Regions from separate parts of the Mus musculus genome. Here regions 2 and 3 are each linked to region 1. A link is a contact called in public HiChIP or PLAC-seq and promoter capture Hi-C data. All regions are on one chromosome and are shown on one strand. The core of a region is the stretch at or near the end of the contact, and the rest is flanking DNA. Distances in the headings are between cores, read along the strand shown.

Region 1 (2,700 bases), core at 7-2,506:
CAGTTAATAAACAGCGACTGCTTGTTGGGGTGGGGGACAGAAAAGGGGGGAAAAGTGAGAGAACAGGAGAGAGAATGGGGTAAGAAAGCCAGAGCTAGAGAGAGGGGGAAGGGAAGGAGGGGGAGGGGGAGGTAATGAGAGAGAGAGAGAGAGAGAGAGAGAGAGAGAGAGAGAACAGTAAGTAGCACCCCCGGACTTCTTCCCGGATGCAGAGCAAGTGCTCTGGGTTCTTTCCTTATTCAGCAGGATGCTGGCTGCGGCCTCACGTGGGCTGCTCCAGCATTCAACCATCCAGTACATCCCCAGCCCCACCTCCGTGAATTCTCTGCCCAGCACCTCACTCTCAGTAGTTTCTGCAGCTCCCATTGCTGAGAACCAGTTTTGTCCCTTTTCTGGCATCCTTGCTTTACATAAAATTTTAGTTTATTTTGAGATTTTTTTTTTTTTGAGCATGTTTGGTCGATCAGGCATTTCTGTCAATTTTGTGACGTGGACTTCTTAGAAAGTGACCAAAGTTTCAGAAATACACTATCATGTCGACGTAACTCAAGCAACGGCCCTGGTTTTCTTCCCGATGGCCATCCATCTCTGTTCCCAGAAAGGAAATCCTGAGCAGCACTCATTCCTCCTCGAATATGGTCGAATTTTCATGGAGAAATATAAAGTCCTTTCTGCTTTTCAAATGGGATGGCTAGATTTGTGGGGAAAGTCCCCCTCTTGTAACAAGAATCGATGACAACTTCCCGTTTCTTTGACTTTCCCCGGCTACCGGTGAGAACACCGAATTCCATTGTTTGAGGGTGAGTTTTCATGTAGGTGGATATCACACTATTAATTATTATCAATAATTATTTTTATTTTTATGCAATATGTATATAGCATAGATAAGATTGTCGTATGTCGTTTCCTATCAACTATGCATAAGTGATTTGCAATATGCTCAAATCAAGGGTTCTCTCTCTCACACTCAAGCTCTCCTGGGTAAACGAAATGGGACTAGAACTCAAAACGAACCACAAGGCTCTGCATCCTGGGTACTGGGATGAAAGGTCTTCCCCCCCCCCCCACACACACACACACAGGCAATCTCACCCAATATCTCCCGACGTCGATCATTATGCAGCCGATCATTGTACACCCACTCAGCATCTTCCAGTGATGCGAGTTTCCTCATGGCTGGTGTGCACACCTGCCCTAGGATCTGCTCCAGGTGCAACTCCGAGAGGGTGACAGGATCAATAGCAGCTGTGGCCTGCATCTCTTATCCCCTTCACAGGCTGAGTAATACCTTTGAGGAGGTGCTAAACACCACCCAGTCACCAGCCCGGCCTGGTCAGCTGACTCTGCAGGCTGTGCCTCCAGGGTCTGAGGTTTGGATGTACCCTCCTGCAGTCTATGGGTATCACTGACCCTGCACGTAAAGGCCAGGCCTCTGCCCTAGCACGGCTGCAGCCATTTTGTTCCATGCCTGCCAACTTTTTCATAGTGTACTTGTAAAATGCCTGTCAGTTATTGGCACAGAAAAATAACTTGACTCAGAGCCGGGTTGTGCTGTGAGTCCCCTGTTACAGTCTGTATGAGTTTGTTGATATTTTTCTTTTTCTTTTTTGTTTTTGTTTTTGTTTTTCGAGACAGGGTTTCTCTGTGTCCTGGAACTCACTCTGTAGACCAAGCTGGCCTCAAACTCAGAAATACGTCTGCCTCTGCCTCCCAAGTGCTGGGATTAAAGGCGTGCACCACCACTGCCAGTCAAGGTTTGTTAATCTTAAAAGAAAAAAAAAATCACAAAGTTTTACGTAGCACCCTTTGTATTAGAGGTCAATATGAACTGTTATGTCTGCATTGGCTTGAGTCAGGACTGACTACCCAGCAGCATTCCCAGCACCTGCGTATGAACTCATTGTGGTTTTGTTGTAGTTTTGTTTTGGTTTGTTTTGTTTTTGTTTTTTTGTTTTTGGTGTGGTTTTATCCTTTATAAACTGATATAAAAAATAATGTTCAAGGTCGTAGCTTCAGCGCCTCCCCCTTCCCCCCCCCCCCCGAATTCTGAACTACAGCCCTGATGGATCAGTCTTAGAATATGCATTCAATAAACCATCCCTGTTGGACTGAGATGGGTGTTCGTGTGTTTCGTGGGGCAATTCCTGGACCCCAACATTTGGTACATTGGCCGGGAAGCCCCCTACCCTGGAACATCCCTCAGTTACTGACAGTGAATGCCAGGAAGCCAGCTGGCCCTCTATGAGGAGGAAAGTTTTTTTTGTTTTTTGGTAGCTTCCCAGTTCTTTTTCTTAGTTTGGTCTTGTTTCTGGTACCTTTTGGTGACTCAAGTAAAGACAGCTGGACACAGTAATGCTCCCTGGTCAGGAGGACAGAGGATGCTCCGAATCTCCTCTTGGCTAGGTGGTCAGAATAAAATCCACCCCTTTGGACAAAGGCTTAGTCTTTAGATCTAAAAATAAATACACTTAATTCTTGAAATTATATATAAAGAGAAAGGAGATTATAGGTGTAATTTACCCACTAAGATATTTAGTTTTAAATTTTCAAAAGGATCTTTTAAAATTTCAATTGAAAGATAAAACTTTTTTTGTTGTCGAGAGGTTTTGCCCTAGGAAAGATATAACCTGCCAGAAAAGGCCATCCCTTTCCCAGAGGTAAGCAGTTGGGACAGGGTTTTGGTTTTATCTTCCCAGGAGA
Region 2 (2,700 bases), core at 11-2,510, 70 kb after region 1:
CTCTTCTTCCTCCCCCCTGCTCTTTGTTTAGACAGGCTTTCTCTGTGTAGCCTTGGCTGTCTCTGTGACAGCCAAAAAAAACTAATGTTTCTCTATGCTTATATCCAATGATTTGGCTAAGTCATATTTTAGTTTTTTTTGAGGAAATTTTCTTCATACTGACTTCCATGGTGGCTGCATTAGTTCACATTTCAGTCCACAGTGTATAAAGATCCCTTGTCAGTTTTGACTGTTGTTTCCTGGGCTGTTAAAGAATATTCAGTTCCATAAATTACAGCTTCTTCATGAATCTGCATGCATTGCTGACTATCACACCTTTGAGACCCAGCCTCCAGCAGGTCAACACTGGCTCCTCTTCCAAGATAATCTAGAATACCGCTTACTACCTGCTGTAAAATAAGGAGTGGAGGTTGCTGAACTAACACACTATAGTCAAACCTGCTCTGTAGTCTGAGATCATGAGTCTCAAGGGCCCGTCCTTGAGTGAAGTACTAATATTCTCATCTTAATTAGAACATAGAGAAGAAATTGAGTTTTCACACTAGATCTGTTACCTTGCCCTCCACTCTAGCTTCACTGGGGCTTATTGAAGATGGTACTTTCCAAGAAACATCACCCCATGGCAGCCTCAAACTGAGGAGAGTATTAGAATATACTATGTTGAACCATGTATGCACACTCACGATGAAGCTACTCATGATGAGACTTAGGGAGACATTAGTAACAACTAATGATTCCGTTGAGTGTTAGCACTCTCTTCTGTACAGTGTTGCTGGCAGCGCTGGACCTGAGCTTTGGGTCTATTATTAAATGGAGTCAGGCTTAGACACAGCTCTGAGGTACTGTGATAATTGCCTCACAGCTGAGCACTGCTAGGTGACTAACAGGCACCTAGTATATACAGTTTGACGCAGTGGACTAAGGAGTAGCTTATGATGTGGGGGGCGGGGGAGGGCAGGACATGCTATCGTGACATTCTGAATGGCACACAGTTTTAAATGATAAATGATTTCTGAAGTTTCAGGTTGCAGTTTTCCCACACATAACCAAAGCTCCACACAAAAGGAGACCACTGGGCAAAGCTGGCATGGGCCATCCTCACACCCTGGATGCCCTTTCTTTAGATGGGGCTTCAGCAATGATCTCTGTATCTGGTCTCTGGGTCACTGCGGTTCAGTTTGCTGTCTGAAGTCCAGAGTGTGACTGCCATGTGCACACAGCAGATTAGCTGAGTCATTGGGACTGTGCAGTGTACAAAGGGAGAGGGGTGGGGACTCGTGCTCAGTCTGTCCTGACTCTCCCAAGGGCTCTGGATGCTATTGTGTACAGAGCCCCATGGGCCTGCTGCTTCAAGAAGGCTCAAGGTGCCAGCACTGAGCCATGGTGCACAGCAGAGCATGCTGGGATAATTATGCCCAGGAAAGGGGAAAGGCCTGGTTTGTGTCCCCAAGAAAAACAACAGCAGTGTTTCGGTCTCTCCCTGCAGCAGCCAGGTAGGGGCTGATTTTCTAGTTCCCTGGGCAGGTTGGCCATCTTTCCTGATGCTCCTACTTGCTACTCTCCTGATGATGTCATGCAGAGCTGTTCTTGGTTGCTTCCAGGACCTGAGAGCTGGGTCTGAAATGACAGTGGCTGTCTGTGCTGGCTGTAGTGCAGGCACTGGGGACCGTGACAGGAGCTGAGGGGACATAGTCTCACCTTCTGGAAACAGGTTCTGCTATGTGTTGAGCTTCAGGCTGAGTGAACTGCATGAACCTGCCCTGCAGCCAGGGCGCTTGCTCCCCAAGTTCCCACGGCCCCTACACAAACCCAGCCTCTGATATTAAGAATTACATGAGACTTCTCTTACAGTTTAAAGCTTAGGCCTTTGGCTGGGGCAGTCTCCCAGCTAGCTCATGTAACTTAAACTATCTTGCCATGTGGGTGCCTCCGTACCTCTCTACTCAGGACCACACTTGAGGCTGCCACCCTACCTGTCACCAGGGGCACCCTGTGTGGAGAACAGAGAGGTGGAGATACCTACAGGACAAGTGTCTGGTTCAGGTTAGTGACACAGAGGATTCAAAACTCAGCAGCTCCCCCTACAGTCAGGGAATCTCCAGGACAGTGAGCAACCTTCATTGCAGAAGAGCAGAGCCTCTCCCCCAGGCCCTGTACAGACTTGTAGGTTAGGATTGCAGGGCCAGTTGGAGAGAGATGAGGGAAAGGCTGGGAGCCATCCCTTCTCTGTGGTTCTAGAAGCTGCACCACGCACAGAGTTTGAGTCCTGTTCCTAAGCCTGGCGCAGGCTTTTGCTCTGACCCCCAGTCCCAGGGCTGTGCCTTCTTTCCCTGTTTGGTGACATAGAAAGCACCAATCTCAGAGCTGTGGGCAGGAAGAGAGAGTGAAACAGGACAGGAACACTGTTCTGTCACTGCTCTCAGCTCAGCACCCACAACAGCTGGATAGCTTTGAAGAAACGGGTGTGAGATGAACAAGCCCTAACGATGTGTACAGAGGCCTGTGCCAGAGAAAGCATCTGCTTTGTCTAGAGGGAAAATGACCCCGAATGTGCACCTTGGGCCCTGAAGAGCTAGTGAGCAAGCGTCTACCGGGTGGGCGAAGGGACCGAGGCATAGAGAAAAGCTGTAGCCTCCCCTCCCCCAGCCTTAATGGTTCCACTATTTACACCTGGATGGAGCTAGCCGCTCAATCGTTCTG
Region 3 (2,700 bases), core at 163-2,662, 93 kb before region 1:
CAGTTGGAGTGATTGCCTATCATATATGAGGTTTTTGGGTTTGATATCCAGAACTGAAAACTAAGAACTGCCAGGAATGGTTACTGTGGTTGTTTGACTAGATGCCCCTCACAGTCCTGGGCACTTGAACACTTGTTTCCAGTTGATGGCTATTTGCGGAGGAGCAAGTGTGGCCTTGCTGGAGAAATTATGTCACTGAGGACAGGCTTTGAGGTTTCAAAAGACTCCTATCAGCTTAAGTTAGCTCAAGACTTTCTGTTTGTGCTTAGAGAAATATGCTCCCAGCTGCTGCCCTAGCTGCTCGCTACCTCCGAACCGCCATAACGATGGCTATCCCTCTGGAACCGTGAGCGCCAAATAATCTTTTATAGTTGCCTTGGCCATGTGTTTTATCACCGAATAGTAACTGACAGCCCTTTCTGTATCCTCAGCACTTCTCCCAAATAAATCTCCTAGAACTCTGTAGACGATATGCTGGCCTTGAACTCAGAGATCCATCTGCCTCTGCCTTCTGTGCGCTGGGACTTAAGGTGTGCGCTACTGCACCCCCACAAATCAAACTTCCTGAACAACCACTTAAACCTTGTAAATTACTCTGAATAATTTTCCTTAAAAACAAACACCAATAACAACGGAGAGGCGCCTACACATAACAGTTGCAAAATACTCCTATGCAAAATTCTCCCTTGAAAAGGCCAAGAAACCCATACTCACCCTTGGGCTTTATCTTGTTTTGTTTTGTTTTGTTTTTTCCCCCTGAGCACCTATTAGCCACTGTGCTCAAGAGTGCTAAAATTATCTTTTAATAAATCCCAATTCTGCTTCATATTGGTTTGTCATGAAGTTGTTTTCTACAAAACCATGAATCTTGCTTTTTCCTGAAAAGACGTTTTTAAGGGGAAAACGTCTTAGGCTGCAGACTGAGTTCCACACTATCCTTGGGTACAGCGTGCGACACAGAACAAACAGAAACCGCGAACACGCTGCGGTCCTGGTTCCCAGACTGGAACGTGACAAACCCAAACTTTTTTTGTTTTGAGACAGCATCTTACTACTTGGCTGTGCTGCCTTTGAACTCTTCAGCAATCTTCCTTGCCTTCGCTTCTCGAATATTTTTAAGGTTTTTTTCCCCTGCTATGCCAGGCTTGGCATCAAGTTTACTACTTGCTTGTGAGAGTCTGCGCAGCCGCGAAGAATGGAGTCCGTGTCTGTTTGCTCAGTTGGGAACCAATAAAGTTGAACGCCTTCAAAGGGGGCCTAGCCTCTTAGGCAGGGCTGGGTAATCTTGACAAGGAACCAGACTGGAAACTCGCGCGCTTCCAGGTCCTCCCGACCTCCGTGAGCAGCGTAGTCCTCCCTACAGGCGGAGCTTTCGTGCTGAGGAAAAGTTGCGGGGGGGACTTCCGGTGCTAGGGACCACGCGTGGGCGGGGTTTCCGGTACGGCGGCGAGCGCGGCTGTGGCAGTCTTTCCCGGTAACAAGAGGCGCCCGTGCGGGGCAGCAGCATCATGAAGCCTAGACCCGGGGTTTTCGTAGACAGGAAACTGAAGCAGCGGGTCATTCAGGTGCGTGTGTGTCTGCGGACACTGCATCTCCATTTGCGCGCGGCTGCCTGGCTTGGCGCCTCTGGCCGCCGCCGCCGGGTTCCAGCATGGTCTGGATGTTCCCTTGCGGCTGCCGTAGAGAAACAGGCCTGGGAGCCTGGAGGCTTTGACATTATTTTTCTTATTTTCGTATCTTGGAAGCACTGTGTGGTGGACGCCTTCAGTGGCGTAGTCAGAGATACGAATTAAAGGGAGGGAGAGGTTTGGATTTTGTTTGGCGGTCGTACTGTGTAGCCCTGCCTACCCTAGACCTCGTTTGTGGACCAGGCTAGCTTTGAACTAGAGCCCCATCTTCCTCTGCTCCAAGGCTGGGTTAAAGGCTGCACCAACCACGCCCCGCAAGGCATTTTTGTATTTGTTTCCCATTTTTCACTGGTGGAATTTCGGGGTTTTTAAAAATTGGAGTTTCAAGAACTTAGATTGTTTTTCCTTGATCTGCCGTCCTTGCTTATTTTGGGGTTCGAAAGTTCTCTTAAGTTTTCAATTCTCTGGGCTTCTTGTATCCCTTCTTTCTTCATACTCCTTTCTTTCAAAAGATTTATTTATTTATTAGATGTAAGTACACTGTAGCTGTCTTCGGTTGTGAGCCACCATGTGGTTGCTGGGATTTGAACTCAGGACCTTGAAAGAGCAGTCACTGCTCTTAACGGCTAAGCCATCTATCTCTCCAGCTCCTTCTTACTCCTTTCTCACCTCCATACTTTTTACTAGATCTCATTCAGCCTAACACCTTTAAGTATGAGCTACCCTGTGACCCAAATTTGTATGTTTTACTGTTGGTTTCATTTTGTTTTTCTTTTCCGAGTCAGGGTTTCTCTGTGTAGCCCAGGCTGTTCTGGGACTCCTTCTGTAGACCAGGCTGGCCTCTTCCTTCCTCTCTGCCTTCCTAGTTCTGGGATTAAAGGTGTGGGCCACCTTAAAGTCAACAGGCCTTAGAGTTAAGTTATTCTTTACCTAAAAAATGTACTCACCTACTTTTTGTTACTGTTTTGAGACAGAGTCTCTTGAATTTTTCTATAGCCAGTTTCCTAGCTACCTCTGCTCAGTGCCCCAGGTTTTGCCTTTAAAAGAAAAATAGAGTATTTTTATTTTACTA

Evidence for each region. HiChIP or PLAC-seq counts read pairs in DNA pulled down with a chosen protein or histone mark. Capture Hi-C pulls out chosen DNA fragments and counts their contacts.
Region 2: an H3K27ac HiChIP or PLAC-seq map of embryonic stem cells shows a contact between it and region 1, with 7 read pairs. The contact joins the enhancer-like site here to the promoter of 9130409I23Rik in region 1. A contact is called at or near these places in 23 of 39 promoter capture datasets (the 3T3-L1 cell line, 3T3-L1-derived adipocytes, the C10 cell line and 15 more), 9 of 15 datasets of contacts at CTCF or cohesin (the G1E-ER4 cell line, the NIH/3T3 cell line, embryonic stem cells and 4 more), 238 of 484 Hi-C or Micro-C datasets (the 3T3-L1 cell line, 3T3-L1-derived adipocytes, the 63-12 cell line and 132 more), 29 of 115 datasets of contacts at active chromatin or transcription factors (CD4 T cells, CD4 single positive thymocytes, CD8 T cells and 19 more) and 6 of 9 other capture datasets (adipose tissue, embryonic stem cells, embryonic tail and 3 more).
Region 3: a promoter capture Hi-C map of adipose tissue shows a contact between it and region 1. The contact joins the promoter of Nvl here to the promoter of 9130409I23Rik in region 1. A contact is called at or near these places in 3 of 39 promoter capture datasets (macrophages, neural stem cells and stem cell-derived epiblast-like cells), 2 of 115 datasets of contacts at active chromatin or transcription factors (the SCID.adh cell line and embryonic stem cells) and 3 of 9 other capture datasets (adipose tissue, liver and pancreatic islet).

Annotation. Positions count from the first base shown.
Region 1 is chr1:181,049,793-181,052,492 of GRCm38.p6, reverse strand. It overlaps 9130409I23Rik (RIKEN cDNA 9130409I23 gene), which reads right to left and starts at 1,256. Exons shown (of 3, transcript NM_001033819.2): 1 at 1,093-1,256. The coding sequence starts at 1,174. Gm39716 (a long non-coding RNA gene) reads left to right here and starts at 150. Exons shown (of 2, transcript XR_003948798.1): 1 at 150-800.
Region 2 is chr1:180,980,046-180,982,745 of GRCm38.p6, reverse strand. No RefSeq gene overlaps it. Among named protein-coding and RNA genes, the nearest start is that of Ephx1, 36 kb to the left of the region's middle. Within about 2 kb of position 1,260, at least 24 of the 459 cell types and tissues checked have an H3K27ac peak or open chromatin away from gene starts, as enhancers often do. A contact at or near this core is called in the AtT-20 cell line, embryonic stem cells, female germline stem cells and 4 more, where this site is marked.
Region 3 is chr1:181,142,916-181,145,615 of GRCm38.p6, reverse strand. Nvl (nuclear VCP-like) reads left to right here and starts at 1,412. Exons shown (of 23, transcript NM_026171.2): 1 at 1,412-1,565. The coding sequence starts at 1,509.